Regions from separate parts of the Zea mays genome. Here regions 2 and 3 are each linked to region 1. A link is a contact called in public Hi-C data. All regions are on one chromosome and are shown on one strand. Each heading gives the region's core, a stretch centred on a gene start, on an enhancer-like site or on the middle of the called end of the contact. The rest is flanking DNA. Distances are from core to core; before and after follow the strand shown.

Evidence for each region. A called contact is a pair of places that touch in the nucleus more often than the background predicts.
Region 2: a contact with region 1 is called in a Hi-C map of leaf, with 8 times the contacts expected there. The contact joins the promoter of LOC100191397 here to the promoter of LOC100280793 in region 1. A contact is called at or near these places in 6 of 25 Hi-C or Micro-C datasets (ear, leaf, leaf mesophyll and 1 more) and 1 of 3 datasets of contacts at active chromatin or transcription factors (leaf).
Region 3: a contact with region 1 is called in a Hi-C map of leaf, with 7 times the contacts expected there. The contact joins the promoter of LOC103626664 here to the promoter of LOC100280793 in region 1. A contact is called at or near these places in 6 of 25 Hi-C or Micro-C datasets (ear, leaf and tassel).

What each region holds. Positions count from the first base shown.
Region 1 is chr5:85,848,659-85,851,347 of Zm-B73-REFERENCE-NAM-5.0, forward strand. It overlaps LOC100280793 (urease accessory protein F), which reads left to right and starts at 1,301. Exons shown (of 3, transcript NM_001352439.1): 1 at 1,301-1,476; 2 at 1,591-2,430. The coding sequence starts at 1,626. The coding sequence ends at 2,423.
Region 2 is chr5:85,353,557-85,356,245 of Zm-B73-REFERENCE-NAM-5.0, forward strand. It overlaps LOC100191397 (Pentatricopeptide repeat-containing protein), which reads right to left and starts at 1,300. Exons shown (of 1, transcript NM_001136831.1): 1 at 1-1,300. The coding sequence starts at 1,001.
Region 3 is chr5:85,508,330-85,511,018 of Zm-B73-REFERENCE-NAM-5.0, forward strand. It overlaps LOC103626664 (replication factor A protein 1), which reads left to right and starts at 1,356. Exons shown (of 13, transcript XM_008647057.3): 1 at 1,356-1,498. LOC100383576 (Tubulin beta-4 chain) reads left to right here. Exons shown (of 3, transcript NM_001176224.1): 3 at 98-885. The coding sequence ends at 768.

The DNA of each region.
Region 1 (2,689 bases), core at 51-2,550:
AGCACCTCTTCTCTAGTACTGTTCATCTTTTAGCGGCTACATTCCTCTTCTTCGACCTGCATCGCTGCCCTCTACGGCGTCTCCTTCGTAGCGCTTCTCTTCTCTCTCACGCCAGATGGAGAGGAGCGCTGTTCACCCCCCACGACTTTCTCTCTCCCTTTCGCGCGCGCATCGGAAGGACCGGAGGCGGCTTCCTTGCTGTCGACGACGGTGGCGCATCGATGGGTCTTGTGGAGCCGATCCCCCTCGAATGCGGGCGTGGGAGATGCAGCCTCTCTCTGCTGCCTCGCCGGGGAGTGGCTGGCCTACGGTGTCGGGCTCGCCGCCGGGACTGCTGCCTTCTGCCTGATAACTCGGCAACGGCTAGAGCCTCGTCGGAAGAGGATCCATTCAGCCGCTTCGGGATCTGCTGTTGGCCGTTGGGGTTCCTTGGAGCTGCAACTGTTGAGTTACAAATACGCTAGTTCTTAGTTGATTTCGTACGACTCCAAGTACGTTTTTGGGTGCAAATCGCTAGAACCGTTACTATTCAATGAAAATATTTTTTATTAACAAATTTCAGGTACGAATTATTGTAGTTTGTTTGGATAATTATTTTACATATTATGAATTACTTAGTAATTGGTAATCACCTACAACTATGATACGGTGCAAAATAAGACAAAATATGGAAATTTAAAAATAAAGGATGGTGGTTGAGGTAGTTGAAGGGAAATATATATTTTATTGGTATGGTGGGGTTTAGGGGATGTTTTAGGCTACCTGCAGTGGGAAGCTGTGAGGAATACGCTATGAGGATAGCGTTAGATATAAAGTAAAAGAATGTTGCAGTGAAGGACTCTAAAGGCGACTGTAAATTTAGAGCGGACCGGAGGAACGCTATTTACAGAGTCCTACTCGAAACTTTCTCGTGCGCGTATTGGATGGTAGACGCATGTTGTGCACGGCTGCATGCACATGCATGCACGCGGAGGTGGTGGAGGCGGGCCCACATGCATGCTGACGGTATAGAAAAGTGGAGAAAAAATATAATATAATATATGGTAGTTGGTATAGGGTAGATATATAGAGTAATTGTGACCGCGGAGAATTGTTGGATAGAGTAGAAAACCTCGCTGACCAGGATAGAATATTTATTTTAGGTTAGAGAAATAGAGTAGTATGAGTGCGGATAGCCTCAGAGGAAACCGCTGCAGAGAGTGAGAATATAGAGGGGGAGAGAGTGCTGATGTGGCGCGCTAGTGGGATATAGGGGATATAATTTAGAGGGAACCGCTGCAGCGTGATCCGCTGGCGCTCGCGGTGAGGCGTCGAAGGTCAACCCCTATCTTCCACCTCGGGGGGACTGCCTACCCGGTGGATCGACGCAGCAGCTTTATTGGTTCCCCGGAGACCTGCAAGTTGCAAGACGAGCTAGACCTAGCAACCGCTCCCTGCCGACCTTCGGCGTCTTGGAGTAAACATTTCGGCGTCCAGGCAAGTAAGCAACTCATGTACTCACCAATTATTTCGCAGATGGTTCCAAAGGTTCTCACGACCCTAGGGTGTTCGATGGAATGCGTAGCTGACAATTATTTCGCCCTTTTTCAGTACCGAAGATCTCCCATCCGCTCTGTCGATTTGCAATGGAGCCCGGCAGCCCAGCCCCGAAGAAATCACGGCTGGTGCACTCAGCGGACTGCGAAATGGAGGAGGCGCAGGCGCCTTCCAGTTCCAATGCAGCGGGGGGCGTGAACCAGAGCTTGCACTGGACCCAGTGGCAGATCCTGGACTCCATCCTCCCGACCGGCGGCTTCGCGCACTCGTACGGCCTCGAGGCCGCCATGCAGTCCCGCGTGGTGAACGACCAGGAGGACCTGAGGTCGTTCGTCGTCCAGGTCCTCGACAGCGCCGGCAGCCTGCTGCTGCCGTTCGTGCACTGCGCATGCGCAGGCAAGTCCCCCGGCGACGCAGCGGCGTGGGCCAAGCTGGACCGGTTGCTGGACGCCACGTTGACGAACGAGGTCGCCAGGAAGGCGTCCGCGGCTCAGGGCTCGGCTCTGCTGCGGGTGGCCGCGTCCGTCTTCGCCGAGGTTCCGGCGCTGCAGGAGCTCCGGCGGACGTTGCTGGGCTCCAAGAGCGTGTCGTTCCACCACGCGCCTGTGTTTGGGCTGGTGTGCGGCTTGGTTGGATTCGACGGCGAGACGGCGCAGCGGGCGTACATGTTCGTGACGATGAGGGACGTGCTCTCTGCCGCGACGAGGCTCAATCTGATCGGCCCGCTGGCTGCTTCGGTGCTGCAGCACCAGCTTGCGCCGGATGCCGAGAGGATGGTGCGGAAATGGAGGGACCGTGATGTCTCTGAGGCGTCACAGACTGCCCCGCTGCTCGATGCCGTGCAGGGCTGCCACGCTTACATGTTCTCCAGGCTGTTTTGTTCGTGACAACAAGGTGAGCTACCTACCTTCGTATGATCTTTGAGCATATGCAGCACATTCAAAGATGCTCCGGTCATGCTTCCATGCTTTTCTGATAAATTTCTGTTACCTTTTGAGTAACTCTGCATGAGACCTCTTCAATGATACGTAGTGTTTGATGGCTCGCAAGGCAATTGTGTGACAAGCTTTGGATGAGTGATGTGCTCTATCAAGGACGTGATGAGTATTCCCTTTCAAAAAAAAGGGCGTGATGAGTAATTATTTAATTCTGT
Region 2 (2,689 bases), core at 50-2,549, 500 kb before region 1:
TCGAAATTTCCTAATCTAGAACATGAACTGAGTATCACAGCTAAAGTTGTCCGGTCAGGCTGCACATTTTGATGTTGCATTCTCCTAAACAAGTCGATTGTTTCTTGATGCAGTTCCTCCTGGCCGTAGCCAGATAATAGGGTGTTCCATGTAGTCACACTTGGCTTTGGTATCTTGTCAAACATTGCACGAGCAGACGGAACATCCCTTGCCTTAATACAAGAAGCAAGCATGTTACTGTAGGTTACCTCATTGGGCTCAAAGCCTGACTCTTGCATAAACTCAAGAACTTCCATGGCCCTCTCATAGCATCCCAGCTGACCATACCCAGTTATAAGAATGTTCCAAGAAACAATACTAACACTGGACAACGACTCAAAGACTTTGATGGCCTCATCCATCTTCATGCCCTTCGCGTACAGATCAACCAACGAGTTACCCACGTGTTGGTCCGATCCAAAACCTTTTCTGACAACCAATGCATGGATGGACTGTGCGAGCTGGATTGCACGAGCGACATTGTAGTCACCAGCGCAGGCCTGCGCGCAGGCGCCGAGAACACTGGAGACCGCTACCGGATCAACACGAATCCCGGTCCTGCTCATCCGCGCGAACAACCTGAGGGCATCGTCGACGGCCCCGCCCTGCGCCAACCCGCCCATCATCGCCGTGAACGACACCTCGTTCGGGCTAGGCATCCCGTCGAACAGCCTGACCGCGTCGGCGACGCTCCCGCACTTTGTGTACATGCCGAGGAGCCCGTTCTCGACGAACTGGTGCCCGTCGAGCCCGACCTTGACGGCGAGCCCATGGCAGCGCCTCCCGTCGTCGAGCGCGGCCACGGCGCCGCACGCGCTGAGCACGCTGGCCAGCGTGAAGTTCGTCGGCGCGAGGCCCTCCTGCAGCATCCCCTGGTACATCTCTAGCGCCTCCCCCGGGGAGCCCGACCGCGCGACGGCGGCGATGACGGTATTCCAGGAGACGGCGTTCCGGTCGGGCATTCGGCCGAGCAGGTCCCGGGCGGCGGCGAGGTCCCCCGCGCGGCAGGCAGCTGAGATGGCGGCGTTGTAGGAGTAGACGTTGGGGTGGGGCAGCGCGCGGAAGGCGCGGAGCGCGTGGCATGGCAGGCCCGAGAGGGAGTAGAGCTCGACGAGGCGGTTGAGGAGGAAGGTATCTGCGGCGAGGCCGGCGGCGAGGACGCGCGCGTGCGCGGCCTTGGCGTTTGAGCGGCTGGGCTTGCGGCCACCGCTACGCTTGATGCAGGCCTGGAGCACGGCAGCGAGCTGGGCCGCTAGGTTGGCCATCGCGGCGAGAAACGAGAGGAGTGCATCTTTTATGAGAAAGTTGATTGGACCCTGTCTAGCATAGTTTCTGACTGTTAGAAAATCAGCTTATCCAATAGTCGGTGAAAAACACCTTCTGTTTATTGCTGGTTTTTCATTCATTCTTATGATATAACTCTACTTTTATCCTTGATTTTTAAAGATTATAAGTATATCTTTCAAAATGAATTGGTATATTTTCCATATTTCATTATCATCACTTACAGAGTTAACTCAACTCGCCAAGATATGTTTCTCTTATTTTCTCTTACTAGCTAAGTGTGACGACTGACGACATGCTTCTCTCTTATTTTCTCTATCCTAGGCAAATAACTTGTAGACAGTTGAACAGCCTTGTCCATTTATATCGTGTTTGGTTAGTGAAATGCTGCCATACAGAACAGTGGCGGACCCAGAAATTAACCAAGACCCGGGCCGAAACGACCGTAAACTCTAATAGTAGCATATAAATAAATTGTACGAAACAACGTTGTCATAGATATTAAAGATGACATACAAATTATAATGTAGCTCCTCCAAAATGTATCATGTCAACATCAACATCAGTGCTTCTTGCTCCAGAACCTTGACGAAAATCATGTTAAGAACGCGACTTGAAAGGTAATGTTGAATAAATTTAATAATATTAATAATTGGTACATACCACTAGTACGAGGTAGATTCACTCTGCGGGTTCTCATGCCTTGAAAATAATCCAATATCTTTGCATCCTCAATACTTGTAAATATATCCCTCTCAATATAACACATCATACGATGGTTAAGCCATTCGTCTCCTGTCTTATTCCGCAACTCAGTTTTAATGATATTCATAGATGAGAAAGATCTCTCCACAGATGCTGTTGCCACTGGTAAAATTAAAGCTAATTCAATGAGACGATATACAAATGGAAAGACAACATGCCTGTCACTCTGAACCATTCTCACAGCAAGATCACCTAGGTCATTGCAACTTAGAATATCTGGATCAGCTCTCATATCAATAATGAATATCTCAAGTTGGTCTTTCAATACTATGCAATCATATGTAGAGAAATCCGCATCATACAATTTAGCAAGCTCAATTAACTTATCTCCATCAAAATTGGCAAAAGAATTTCTTGGATCAAGGCAGGCAATGCATCTCAATAATTGGGTAGATCTTTCACCAAAACGGTTGTTGAACTCCACAATAAGTTGGTCAAGCACCACATTAAATATTTCATGTTTCAAGTGATGATGGTAAGTTATCAACTGACCTCCACGACCTCTTGAGCGACCTCTAGCAGTGGTTGTATCCAACATGTTTGGCACAATGATATTATATTGAATGCAAAATGATTTTGTATCCTCAAATAGATCTTCCCA
Region 3 (2,689 bases), core at 106-2,605, 340 kb before region 1:
CTGAGATGACCATTTCATGATTCCCTGCCTTATTTCTTGCATTTGTTTCTGCCATTAAGATATGAATCTGAATGTTGCCATTTTTATGCTGTTCCAGTCGGTGACCTGAACCATCTCATCTCTGCAACCATGAGTGGTGTTACCTGCTGCCTGCGGTTCCCAGGCCAGCTGAACTCGGACCTCCGGAAGCTTGCGGTCAACCTGATCCCCTTCCCCCGCCTCCATTTCTTCATGGTCGGCTTCGCGCCGCTGACGTCAAGGGGGTCCCAGCAGTACCGCGCCCTGACCGTCCCGGAGCTGACCCAGCAGATGTGGGACGCGAAGAACATGATGTGCGCGGCTGACCCGCGGCACGGGCGCTACCTGACGGCGTCGGCCATGTTCCGCGGGAAGATGAGCACCAAGGAGGTGGACGAGCAGATGCTGAACGTGCAGAACAAGAACTCGTCCTACTTCGTGGAGTGGATCCCGAACAACGTGAAGTCGAGCGTGTGCGACATCCCCCCCACGGGCCTGGCGATGGCGTCCACGTTCGTCGGCAACTCCACCTCGATCCAGGAGATGTTCCGGCGCGTCAGCGAGCAGTTCACGGCCATGTTCCGGCGCAAGGCCTTCCTGCACTGGTACACCGGGGAGGGCATGGACGAGATGGAGTTCACCGAGGCCGAGAGCAACATGAACGACCTGGTGGCCGAGTACCAGCAGTACCAGGACGCGACGGCGGAAGAGGAGGAGGAGTACAAGGAGGGAGATGAGGTGGCTGCCTGATCCACCGGCACATTGTGGGGTTGTGCACATTGTGGGGTTGTGTTATTATTGTTGCTCTTCATCTGGTGTTTAAAATGTTACTGTGATGCTGCTGCGAAACTGACGTAAGTTTTAACTGTGGAATTGATTACTTCTAGATCGTGGATTTGTCGATCTGATATTAGATGTATTCTATATCTTGGTATCTTTTTTTTAGAGTTCAGGGGCACATGAGTCATCGTCCGTATCTCACTGTCGACTGACATGGTCACCCTGTCACGGTAAGAAGAGTAGCTTTGTTAAATTGTGAAATATCGAAGTCACTAACCCTAGTGCTCATGTTCCGTTCCACCCTTGTCAAATTCCTATGACCTACAGAACGAAGACTCGATCGTATGATTCTTATATTTTACAAATGAAATTTACTATATTAACCGCGGGAGCAACTCCGGCACGAGATTAGGCCACGTCATCTTAAATAACGGCAGCCGTCTGATGGAAATCCAACGCTTCATACGAATCTTGAATAGTAAGTGGAGAACATCCCGGAAACATCCAGATTCGGACAAAAGGAAATGGTTTTCCTTGCTTCCTCCGCCCGTGTAGCTGGGCAACACAGTATTGAAGCAAAACAAATTCCTTTCCCAAAACCTCCTTTCCCCCACCCCTTCGCACAGGCGACGGACGACTCGGCTACCGCCGCTGCCGCTACGCCAGCTTCCCAGCGACTTCTGTATCAAGGAGCATTCAGGTATGCCTATCCTTCGCCTCCTCGAGATGTAGCAAGCATCTTCCCTCCCCTTTGCTTTCTCAAACACATCGGAGCCACAACGCAAGCACACATACAGGCATTTTTTTTCCCGAGCGGCATGCATCCTCCGTCTGCCGTCGAGACCCCTACACTACTGCTGGCATTTTCTAGAGAGCACAAAACAAAATGGTCGTATTCGGTTAGGGTTTAGGGACCACTGCTGGCGTTTTCTGCAATAGATATCTAGCCTATCCCAACTTTATTGGATTATAATCTTTGTTGTTGCTGATGATAAAAACGTTAGATGGTCCAGCGGAATATCGAAATTGCTGTGACAGTAAGGTGTCTTTCTTGCCATTATTCTATAGCACACATAATTTCTTGATTAATTTCTTGGGTATGTATTGTAGTTGTACAACAGCCAGGAAATCTCGTATAAGATGTACATTAGGTTTAATTTTATCTTATTCTCTACTGACTTTTGTGTTCAAAATAATTACGTTAGCTTTCAGTTCATCTATTTCTTCTGATAATTATGTATTTGAAATTGTTCCGCCTATTAGCCACAAAGATTAGTATACTCTCGAATCTATGGCAGCAGAACAAATACAAAAAAAAGAGGGAAAAAATCAATTGAGCCCATTGGTTCTTCTGAAATAGATGAACTGAATCATTGCATTCAAAACAATTGGTTCTTCTGAATGATACCACACTTCATTCCAAGTTGTGCTGGTGCCACTGATTACATAGTTGTTTTTTTGAAAAAAATAAAAGTAATTTTTGTAGTTCTGCTATTTCATAGGAGATTGACAACTTTGGTGACCTTTACTGTAAAATGATATTTATAACTGCATATGAAAGAAATATGTAAATAATATGTGTCAAATTAAATATGTCTTTCTACTGCACTCTCCCTAGGTTGTCAGACACCATGTTTAATATAAAAATGTCTAAAATTGTATATGTTGTTCCATCAAAAAAATATTTATTTACATATATCTTTTTTTATTTGTAACCCCTCTCAAACTATATAACAGAAAATTGAAATCTTTACTTGATTCCCTCCACCGTGCTTACAATTTAGTTTTTTTATTCTCTTCCTCCCTTTGCCATTACAATTGAATGCAGACTGAATGTCGGATTCAGTTGTGTTATGAACTAGGATCCTCCATCTACAACTATACGAGCTAT